Linked DNA regions of Cricetulus griseus: region 1 is linked to region 2. A link is a contact called in public Hi-C data. All regions are on one chromosome and are shown on one strand. Each heading gives the region's core, a stretch centred on a gene start, on an enhancer-like site or on the middle of the called end of the contact. The rest is flanking DNA. Distances are from core to core; before and after follow the strand shown. Region 1 overlaps Rab31 (ras-related protein Rab-31). Region 2 holds the start of Vapa (vesicle-associated membrane protein-associated protein A).

Region 1 (4,891 bases), core at 2,029-4,528, 49 kb before region 2:
TGGGTTGGTCTACAGAATGGATGCCTTCTTCTGTTCCTGGGATGCTTGCATGGTCAGAAAGCTGCTGGTAGTTGCCCTCAACCTTTTAAACATGAGTTCAACTTTGTGTGGAAGAACTGAGGAAAGAAGGAGAGGAGAGAAGGGGGGGTAGGAAACAAGAGAGGAGACTGAAGGAAAGGAGAAAGGAGCTAGCCCCTCCCCCAAGTACGGCTTTTTAAAATAAGAGAACTTCAATTTTGGCCTCCTTTTCCCCTGCAGGCCGCCAGATCCCACCGTTGGACCCCCATGAAAATGGAAACAGTGGAGGGATCAGGCTTGGGACCCAGAGCTTGCAGGCCAGCCGGCGGTGCTGCTAACCCAAGGGCCATGGCAAATGAAGCTCGGAGGAAGAAGCCCGAGCCGTCTCCAGTGTCAGGTGCACACAGAAGGACCCTAACCTCCGGACTAACTGCCTGCTGGAGAGTGAGCAGCATTGCATGCTGGGAGACCAGTAGCATGCTGGGCTGGGACATTCCCTAAAGAGAGGATAGAAAACTCGGGAAAACTCACCTAACCACCACAACATGGCCTTCGGTTTATGAAACGCACACGGCAGGGGTTGCACTTACTAGGTAATAGGTATAGTTGTCATTTTTGTTAAGAAATACTAGAAAATTTCTGGATTTGTTCACAAACCTTGGTGTGCTGTTCTCTGACTTTCCTCGTCACCTAGTTAGATTACAGTAATTTCTCCGGGACCAGGGCCTTCTTCTCTGGACAGTTCACCAAAAGGCAAAGGCATAGGTTGGCTTTTAGCTGGCTTTGGGAGAAAGCCCTTATTAGTTTTCTGGGGGAACTCAGAGAAGTAGAGCTGGTCATTTGAACTGAGAATTGACCTTCTGCAAAAGAGACAAAAGTTGTATCCAAAACTGTCGTTTGTGTCCCTTTTCATGTAACCGATGAACTTTTTTCTAAAGTATAGTCATACGTAAACCAGCCAAGTCAGACTGGAACATGACATATCATTTTGGGGATGGGGGCCCAGTTTAAAAGAGTTAAGTAGTTGGTATGTAAGCCGTAGTAGGTGGAGGATATAAACAGCATCCCAGGTGCCGCCCAGCTTTCGTCCTCTCCACTGCAATGGTTTCTACTCTTGGAGATGATTAATCCCAGGGCACTGTTTTACTAGGAGACTCTATCATAGTGCCATGTCTAAGGGGAAAAAACTAATCAGAGGATGTTGAGTCTAAATTGTAGGGCAAACTTCTATTAATAGCAGCTAACCATGGTTGTAGCCGGCCATCCAGAGGAATGTTACCATCTTAAAATTCTGCCCCTCAACCCCCGTGGAGGTATAAAATCAGAATTACTTTAATCTTTCCAGCTTTGGAGAGAAAGGCCATCAAGCAGACAGAGCCAGGTTCCTGTCACGGACAGTGCTTGTCAACTCCAGAATGTGTACGTCCACAGATGGTTCTTCCTGCTTCTCCCAACCTGGGAGTTAATTGAATCTTAGAATACGGAGGATGGAAAAATCCTTGTCTTGATTCAAGAGTGTCCTCCAGTGTCCCATAGCAGGCATCTCAAACTCTGTTAGCAAATGGCATCTGTATGTTGTGACAGGGCCTCTAAAGACTGTGAGTCCTGTCCCATGTTGTCAGCATCACTGGCTGATAGGACATTGGTTAATCCACTCACTACAGGTGAAACAAACAAAAAACAATAGAGTTGAAATGGAAATTGCCCCTCTCCAGGTAGTACCAGGCTTATGTTGAACCTTCCCCTGTTTTAGGGAATCTTCCTGGGAGCTTGCCTTTATCTAGCTGGCTGCCTAGATTTCCAAGCTGAGATGGTACTGTCCCCAGAAGAGAATGTCATGTCTCTGGACTGGGGTTTGCAGTGGCTGAATTTTGCATGAACTGTCTGGGCTTCACCCTAACAGTGAGCCACTCTGAGTGTATTGGAGAAGCACACGAGGGAACAACACCTTGCTTTTCCTGGGCTGCCTTGCCATTGATGTCAAAGCCAGGCAGAGGGAAAATATGATTATGTGTCACCACCATGAGCAAAGAGTATGTGGCCTTGGGCACACAAATATTCATACCATCTTGGGCCTTCTCTGCAGATACATCTGTAAGCCTTTGGTGCCTTTCCCCCCTCGGCTTGGGACTCCATCTGGGCTGTTTTTACCAATTGAATTTTAATCACAGAAAAGCATGTAAAGACCTAGAAATTACAATTGTTCCAGACACAGGCTATAGTTTCCTTATCATTGTTCCCCAAATTCCCTTCCTAACCTCTCCCATTTTCTTTGTCTCACATGTGGCAGGTTTGATGTGTAAATATGACGGATGTTGGCTACACCCACATGTAATCCACTTCAGAGTGGCTGGGTTTGGCTCGTGACCTTGTGTCTGTAAGTGAGGCACATGCTGTCAAAGGGAGTCTTTCCCAGTAGAAATCCCTAAGGACAGTGGTAGAGTTGGGCAAAAGTTTTACATAGGTACAGAATCGACTTGCCGTTTTTTTTTTGGTTAAAAAAAAAAATGGTACATTAAGGTACTGAATATGATGTCACCGTGCAGATCAACCTGAATTCTCGCCAATTGTAAGGGAAAGAATGGGAATCCCACTCTTTCCTAAGGGAGGTCTGGAGGATTGAGACGCTCCCTGTGGCGTTAAGGACTGTGGTCTGTGTAGGTGTCCCTCCTGGCTGCTCTGCAGGGCTCAGGGCAGGGAGTAAGAAGCCAGCCTCAGCCAAGAGCTCTGGCTGTGTTCAGGCCCCACCATGCCTTTCACTGTCATTGTGACACCCAGTGACCCAGCAGTCATGCCATCACACAGACCATCACCCTTCCTGGTGTTTCTGTGAAGGGTTCCTGCTTGGGCTGGACCCAGGTTTTGCGCCTAGACAACCCCTCCCCAGACACCTAGGACCTTCGCATCTTGTACCCTGTTCTACGAGTTTCCCTCGCACTCATGTGTATCCGTTGCTTTTGATTTTAACCCATACTAATAAATATTTTAAGTTTTACCGAGTGTCTTTTTCTTATTACAATCAGTAAAAGTGATGATTTAAAAGGCAACTCAGAATAAGAAGGAACACGTAAACCTGTGTGTGTGTGAAGATCTGGAGAAGGCTGTTCACTGAGGCCCTGTTGACGCAGCTAATTGCCATCCACTAAGAAACAGATAATAAAACGAGGCAGGGTCACATGATGAAAGCTGTGGGTAGGATGGATGCCTTGTCTGTGATGAATCACTGTGCCTCTCTAAGCAGAGTGCACGCTGCAAGGCTTCACTGCCCTGAGGGAGCCACTCACAGGAATCTGTCCAACAGTCCTCAGTAGCTGTGTGCTGCATAGCACGGGAGATGGATTTGCAAACCTGGATTCGTGAATAAAGGCTGCTGGGGCTGTCTTAGTTAGGGTTCCTATGGCCGCAAAGGGTTCCTATCACGGCCACAGCAACTCTTAGAAAGCAGGACACTGAATTGGGGCTGGCTTACAGTTCAGAGGTTCAATCCATTGCCATCATGATAGGAAGCAAGGCAGCCTGCAGGCAGACATGGTGCTGGAGAAGTTGCTGAGAGTTCTACATCCTGATCTGCAAACAGCAGGAAGAGACTGTGTGTCACACTGGGCATAGCTTGAGCATAGGAGACCTCAAAACCTGCCCCAACAATGATGAACTTCCTCCAACAAGGCCATACTCCCTAATAGTGCCAGTCCCCAGAGGCCTGCATTCAAGCCCGTGAGTCTATGGGGCCAGACCTACTCAAGGCACCACAGAGGTGTAATAACGGCTGTTGGTGTAAGGATGGAAATTGAAGCGTGAGAAGGAAAAGCATGAACCTGTGAGGCACATGACAGCAAACCAGGTCAAAGGTAAAAAGGCATTTAACCGTCAGCAGGTTCCACTTATTTCATGGCCTAAAAATCTGAAGCCAATACGTACTCCTTTAATCCCAGCACCAGGGAAACAAAGACAGGTAGATCTCTGTGAGTTCATCTCCAGCCCGGTCTCCGTAGTGAGTTCCAGGCCAGCCAGGGCTCCACACTGAGACCCTGTCTCAATCCATCGATAAACAGACAACTAAGTAAGAAAATCCGAAGCAAATGTGATGAGAAGACAGTATTAGGTAAATGGCAGGCATGTGTTTACTAGCCTCTGTATCCCTCCCGTATGTCTTTTTCAGAGGTGGAGGGATGTGGCGGTAAGAAGCAGGGGTGAAGCTAGCTTTATTGTGCTAGAAAGATCTCGACCATTGCCAGCCCAACGGAGCACACCTCACGGCTGTCTCCTCAGCTCCTCTGCCTGCCCACTGGCACACTGGCCTAGCTTGTGTTTTCCACATGGAGCTTGTGCTGAATAGATGGCAGGCCTGTGTGAAGTGGTGCCCTGTGTTCTTTACACTTGAGAGGTGCCAAGGGCATGCTGGGAAGCTGCTGTGGCTGCACACGATCAAACAAGAATAGAAAACACTCTACCCCACTGGGGAAATGGCCCATTGGGTAAGAGTGCTCCCTGGGTAAGCACGTGAGCATGCAGACTGGAGTTTGGACCCCCCCCCCAACACCCACATACACCCAGGCAGCATTCACCCGTGTTCCTGTAGCCCAGAATATGATAGGCAGCGGCCAACCAGCCCAGCAGAAACCTGAGCTTCAGGTTCAATGAGAGACTCTGTACCAAGAAAGGAATGTGGAGAATGATAGAGCAGGAGGTCTGATATCTTCCCATGTTCTCCATGTATGTGTGCATGGACGAGCATGCCACAAACAAAACAATAAAAAAGACTTCAGGCTGAAGCCCTCATGATTGAATTCTGACGATTTTATGAGACATGACAGAGACCAGGTCACATGTCTGTAAACAGCCTTTAGTTTTCAGTATGTGGCATCTTGTTTCC
Region 2 (4,297 bases), core at 941-3,440:
AAAATGTTTCTGAATGTACAAACAATCAAAAACCCAAACCAAATGAGTGAAAAATAACCCCCCTTTAATGCATTGTGGATTATCACTGTAGCCTGTGTTCTGTGCATGTCATCTTGCCACATATGTCTAATGATTTCTGCCTGAAACACCGAGGCTCAGATGTGAGATGGCCATGTTGTGAACTGCAGTGCTTTTCACTGTAATTTTCTAGCATTTAAAAAAAGGCTTATTGTTTTTAGTTATGCACACATGGATAGGTCTGTACACGAGTGCAAATGCCCTCAGAGGTCTGAGGCATGGGAGGAGTTACAGACATCTGTAAGCAGCCTACCATGGATGCTGGGAACCAAACTCAAGTCTTCTGCAAGAGCAGTGTGTGCTTTTAGCTGCTGAGCCAACTGCTCTGCCTTATAAACATACTGGCTTATTAAGGAAAAAGACTTAATATTTTCCTACTATTGTTTCTTACCAAGTGTCAAATTTAAAAAATCTTTGGATTGCATCCTGTTAGAATGTTTGTTTTTAAAAACTGCAGTTTGGGTTACTGACTTGAATTTCAGTGGAAAAAAAAAAAAGCCCCTAAATAAATTTGGCTGGGGATTAGGATAGAATTTCCAACTATTTCTGAAATGTTTCCAAACCTATTTTTTTTTTTGCCATTTTGCACTAGGTATTTATATGAAATGATTTTCTGCATTGGTAATTAGAAATCAAAATAGCAGTCAACTCTAAAATTGTTGAGTCCAGAGGCATCAAATATTTAGCCAAGAGTAATTTTTATGGAAAAAAGACGAACAACCGAAGCTATCTCATTTGTATACAAACTTGTTTTTGTCTTAAATGGATAGAGTTTTTGGTCTGTCTTATTTTTTTTTTTAACACACCAAGTAAGGAGTGTCATTCCTTAAAGTTCTTTACAATCTATTATCAGTGTTTGCTTTGTACCACTATTATGTATCCTAGACACCCAGAGTGGCATTAAAAACTTCTCAGCTGAAAAGGGGCAGTGCACTGAAAAAGTCTTAAGCAGCTGTGGTACCCTCAGGGGTGGGGACGACCCATTCCAACCCTGGCGTCCTGGGGAGTCTAGGGTGCTTCTTGTCGCCTGGAGCTTCCTTAGAGATTTAAATGCAGGCAGCACCACAGGGCGCAGCAAAGGTTTATTTATCTGTGCATGTTTTACAGCGCATCCATTTGTTGTGTTTGCTCCTCCTGCCAGCCTCTCTGCTGCCTGGCCTGCTTCTCCTCGCGCACAGGCTCTGTCTCCTCAGGGGAGGCGGCCGGCACGCTGGGGGCCCGCCCGCTCGCCCGCTCGCCCCTGCCCGCGGGCTCCCGTTTGCTTTGGGGCGGGGTGCGCGTTTCTAGGTCCGGCTCTGCTCGGTTGCGGGTAGACGAGGGAGGGAGGAGGCCGGCTTGGAACCCCGGGAGGCCCGAGATGGAGGGCCCCGCCGCCTTCCCACCGGGACGCGGGCCCGCGGAACCCTTCTCCTCCTCTCCCAGGGCCGACGAGACGCCCCGGGGCCAGCCCGAAGCCAGCGACCCCGCCCGCCCGCAACGGACCGGACCGCCGCCTCCTTCCCCGCTCCCAGCAGCCCCCGCGCGCAGGCCCCGCCCTCCCGCCGCCCGGAGCATGCCGGGAGCCGAGGGCCGCGGCGCCTTCCTGACGGCCTCTCGTTCGGAATTCCGCTCGGAACGCCGTGAGGCCCCCGCGTCGTGGGCGCGCCAGCTCGGCACTCCGCGCTCGCAGCTCCCGGGCACCGGGAACGACGCTTCTCGGCCGGGCGCCCCGCCCGCCCCGCCCCGCCCCGCCCCGCCCCGCCACGACTGACAGCCGCACGGCGCCGGGAGCCGCAGCCCGGGCCGGGCCCGCGCAGGCGCATTAGCCCCGCCTCGTCCCGGTCAGGCCCGGAGGGCGGGCCGGCGCGCGGCTCCGGGCCGCGGCGGCGCGCACGTCGGCGCGTCCAGCCCGTCACGTGTGGGGAGCCGAGGCCGGCAGTGCGCGCGCGCGGCCGCGGCGGCTGGTGTGGGGTTGAGTCGGTTGTGACACCCGGAGCTGCTGGCGCGACAGGCGGCCCTCGGAACCCGCGGCCCCGGCGGCAGCAGGCGCGGAGCTTCGGCAGTCCCGTCGTGAGCCTGGCCCCGTCCTAGGGCCCCGCCGGCGCCGCCCGCCGCTCGCCGCCCGCCGCCCCCGCCCGCCGCCGCCAGCGAACCGCCGCCGCCGCCGCCGCCGCCGCGGGCGCGCGCGCCGCCGCTCTGCGCTGTCTCCGATGGCGTCCGCCTCCGGGGCCATGGCGAAGCACGAGCAGATCCTGATCCTCGAGCCGCCCTCCGACCTCAAATTCAAAGGTGAGCCGGCTGGGACGCGCCCGAGCGGGGCCCGGGCCGGGGCCGGGCGGGGGCCGGGGTCGGCGGGCGGGCGGGCGAGCGTCTGGGCGAGGGAGCGAGCGAGCGGGCGGGGCGGCGGCGGCGAGGCCGGGTCGGTCGGGCCGCGCTCCCCTCCCCCACGCCCGCGCCTAGCGTCGGCCCCGCTGCGTCCTCGGCCGGCGCCTCGCTCTCCGCCGCCGCCCGCCCGCTCGCTCGCTCGGGCTGCGGAGGGAGGGGAGGGAGCCAGGGCGCTGCGGAGGGCTCAGCCCGGCGCCGCCGCGCGCCGTCGCCATCTTGCAGCCCGCGGGGCGCCGCGGGGAACCCGCCCGCGCCTTGCTCGCCCACCACCCGCCGCCGCGCCGGCGTCCCTTGCCCCCGGGCGTTGCGGGCGGCGGCGGGAGCTGCAGCTTCGCTCGGCGTCTGCGGGCGGCCGTCGGTGGCCACGGGCGAGGCGCGCAGGGCCGGGCGGGGCGGGCGCGGGCCTGGCCCCGGGTCTCCCGGGTCAGGTGCGGGGCTCGGGGGCGCCCCAGGCCCCCAGCGCTGTCGGGCTGGGACTGACCCCGGGCGCTGGCAGGGCCCCAAGCGCGCGGCGGGAGGCTGCGTGTGCGTCAGCTCGGGGTTTGCAGCGCTCTAGGTCGCGGGTAGCGGGTCCCCGGTGTCACCCGGGCTCCCAGCCCCGGGGTGCGGGGAGGGCGGGGGAGCACGCCGTCTTTTTTTTTTTTTTGCCGAGGGGTTCGTTCTCGGTGTCGGCGACTCGAGCGTTTGCGGTTTCCCAGCATACCCCGAGAAAGCTGATAAGGTGCCACGCCGCGCCGGGGCTGCTGACGGTGGAGCACGGACGGTTCAGATCCAGGGCCCTGGGCGTCTCCGTGTGTGTGTGGGTTTGTGGGCTACGTAGCGGGGAGAGAAGCTTGAACCGTACAGCGTACTAATTTTTAAGGTTTCCTGATAGGATGTGGAGCTAAAAGGACCTGCTCCTCCCTCTCTTTAGCTAATACCTGGGGTTTTAATTTTAGGAACTGTGATGAGAACGATTTCCCTTGGGTTGTTGCATGGCAGTTCTAGTATTAAAAGAAACAGTGAGTCCATGATTGTGTAAGATTGAGTCCGAATGAAAATAGCTGGATTGTCCCCGTGGGAACCATTTTTAAATTATATTTTAAATAGTTTAGGACTTACAAAGATTTTGATGTTTTGCTAGCAGTACTTCCTACACTGCAGGTGTTCGGTGCATTTACAGGTTTCTCTGAATGGAGACTTACAGGATTCCTCATTTGACAAGAGCTTGATTTTTTAAGGCAGGGCTAATTAATACCTTTGAAACTAGGGGTGGTCAACCACGCTTCTAATCCCGGCGTTTTGGAGGCCAGCCAGGAACCATGGAACGTTTGAAACAAGACTGGGTTACATAGACACTAGACAGTGCCTCAGAACCTCAGATACTTTGCGTACATTTTGCTGCAGCAAATTTCTGTTGCCTGATTTTTGGAAGGGGGTTGGGTGGGGGTATGCAGAGAAGTCCTTCAAGTGTTTGTACTAAAGTAGTCATCATTAGTTGAAGCGATTTAATGTAAATCTTCATGATGCTGTAGTTTGCTTTCCCCTTTGACAGTTCACGAGGAAATTTTCTGAACTGCATAGCCTGTGTGAAAAGCATTTTAGGAGGCAGGTTTTAAAAACCAGAAGAAATAGTGCATTGTGCTTTATCCACTCGTTTCTTTCTGACGTTAAATAATTCCAACAGGCTATTGTGTTATCAAAATAACAATCCAAGACTAGTGAGGGAGACCAAAAAGATGATATAAATGGTGTTTGAGGAAAGCAGCTTTTCTCCGAAGGAATGAATCTTTTAAGGGAAAAGGTTCTTGTGAAGCGGCCGGGGGCTGGGGAGAGTTATGCAAAGGGAGGGGTAAATACTGAGGAGAGGAGACTT

The links. A called contact is a pair of places that touch in the nucleus more often than the background predicts.
Region 1: a Hi-C map of fibroblasts shows a contact between it and region 2, with 2.1 times the contacts expected there. The contact joins the enhancer-like site here to the promoter of Vapa in region 2. A contact is called at or near these places in 4 of 8 Hi-C or Micro-C datasets (the CHL-YN cell line, the CHO-K1 cell line and fibroblasts).

Annotation. Positions count from the first base shown.
Region 1 is chr2:454,617,733-454,622,623 of CriGri-PICRH-1.0, reverse strand. Rab31 (ras-related protein Rab-31) reads left to right here. Exons shown (of 7, transcript XM_027397761.2): 7 at 259-3,013. The coding sequence ends at 356. Among named protein-coding and RNA genes, the nearest start is that of Txndc2, 13 kb to the right of the region's middle. Within about 2 kb of position 3,278, at least 2 of the 6 cell types and tissues checked have open chromatin away from gene starts, as enhancers often do. A contact at or near this core is called in fibroblasts, where this site is marked.
Region 2 is chr2:454,568,513-454,572,809 of CriGri-PICRH-1.0, reverse strand. It overlaps Vapa (vesicle-associated membrane protein-associated protein A), which reads left to right and starts at 2,190. Exons shown (of 6, transcript XM_027397760.2): 1 at 2,190-2,346. The coding sequence starts at 2,268.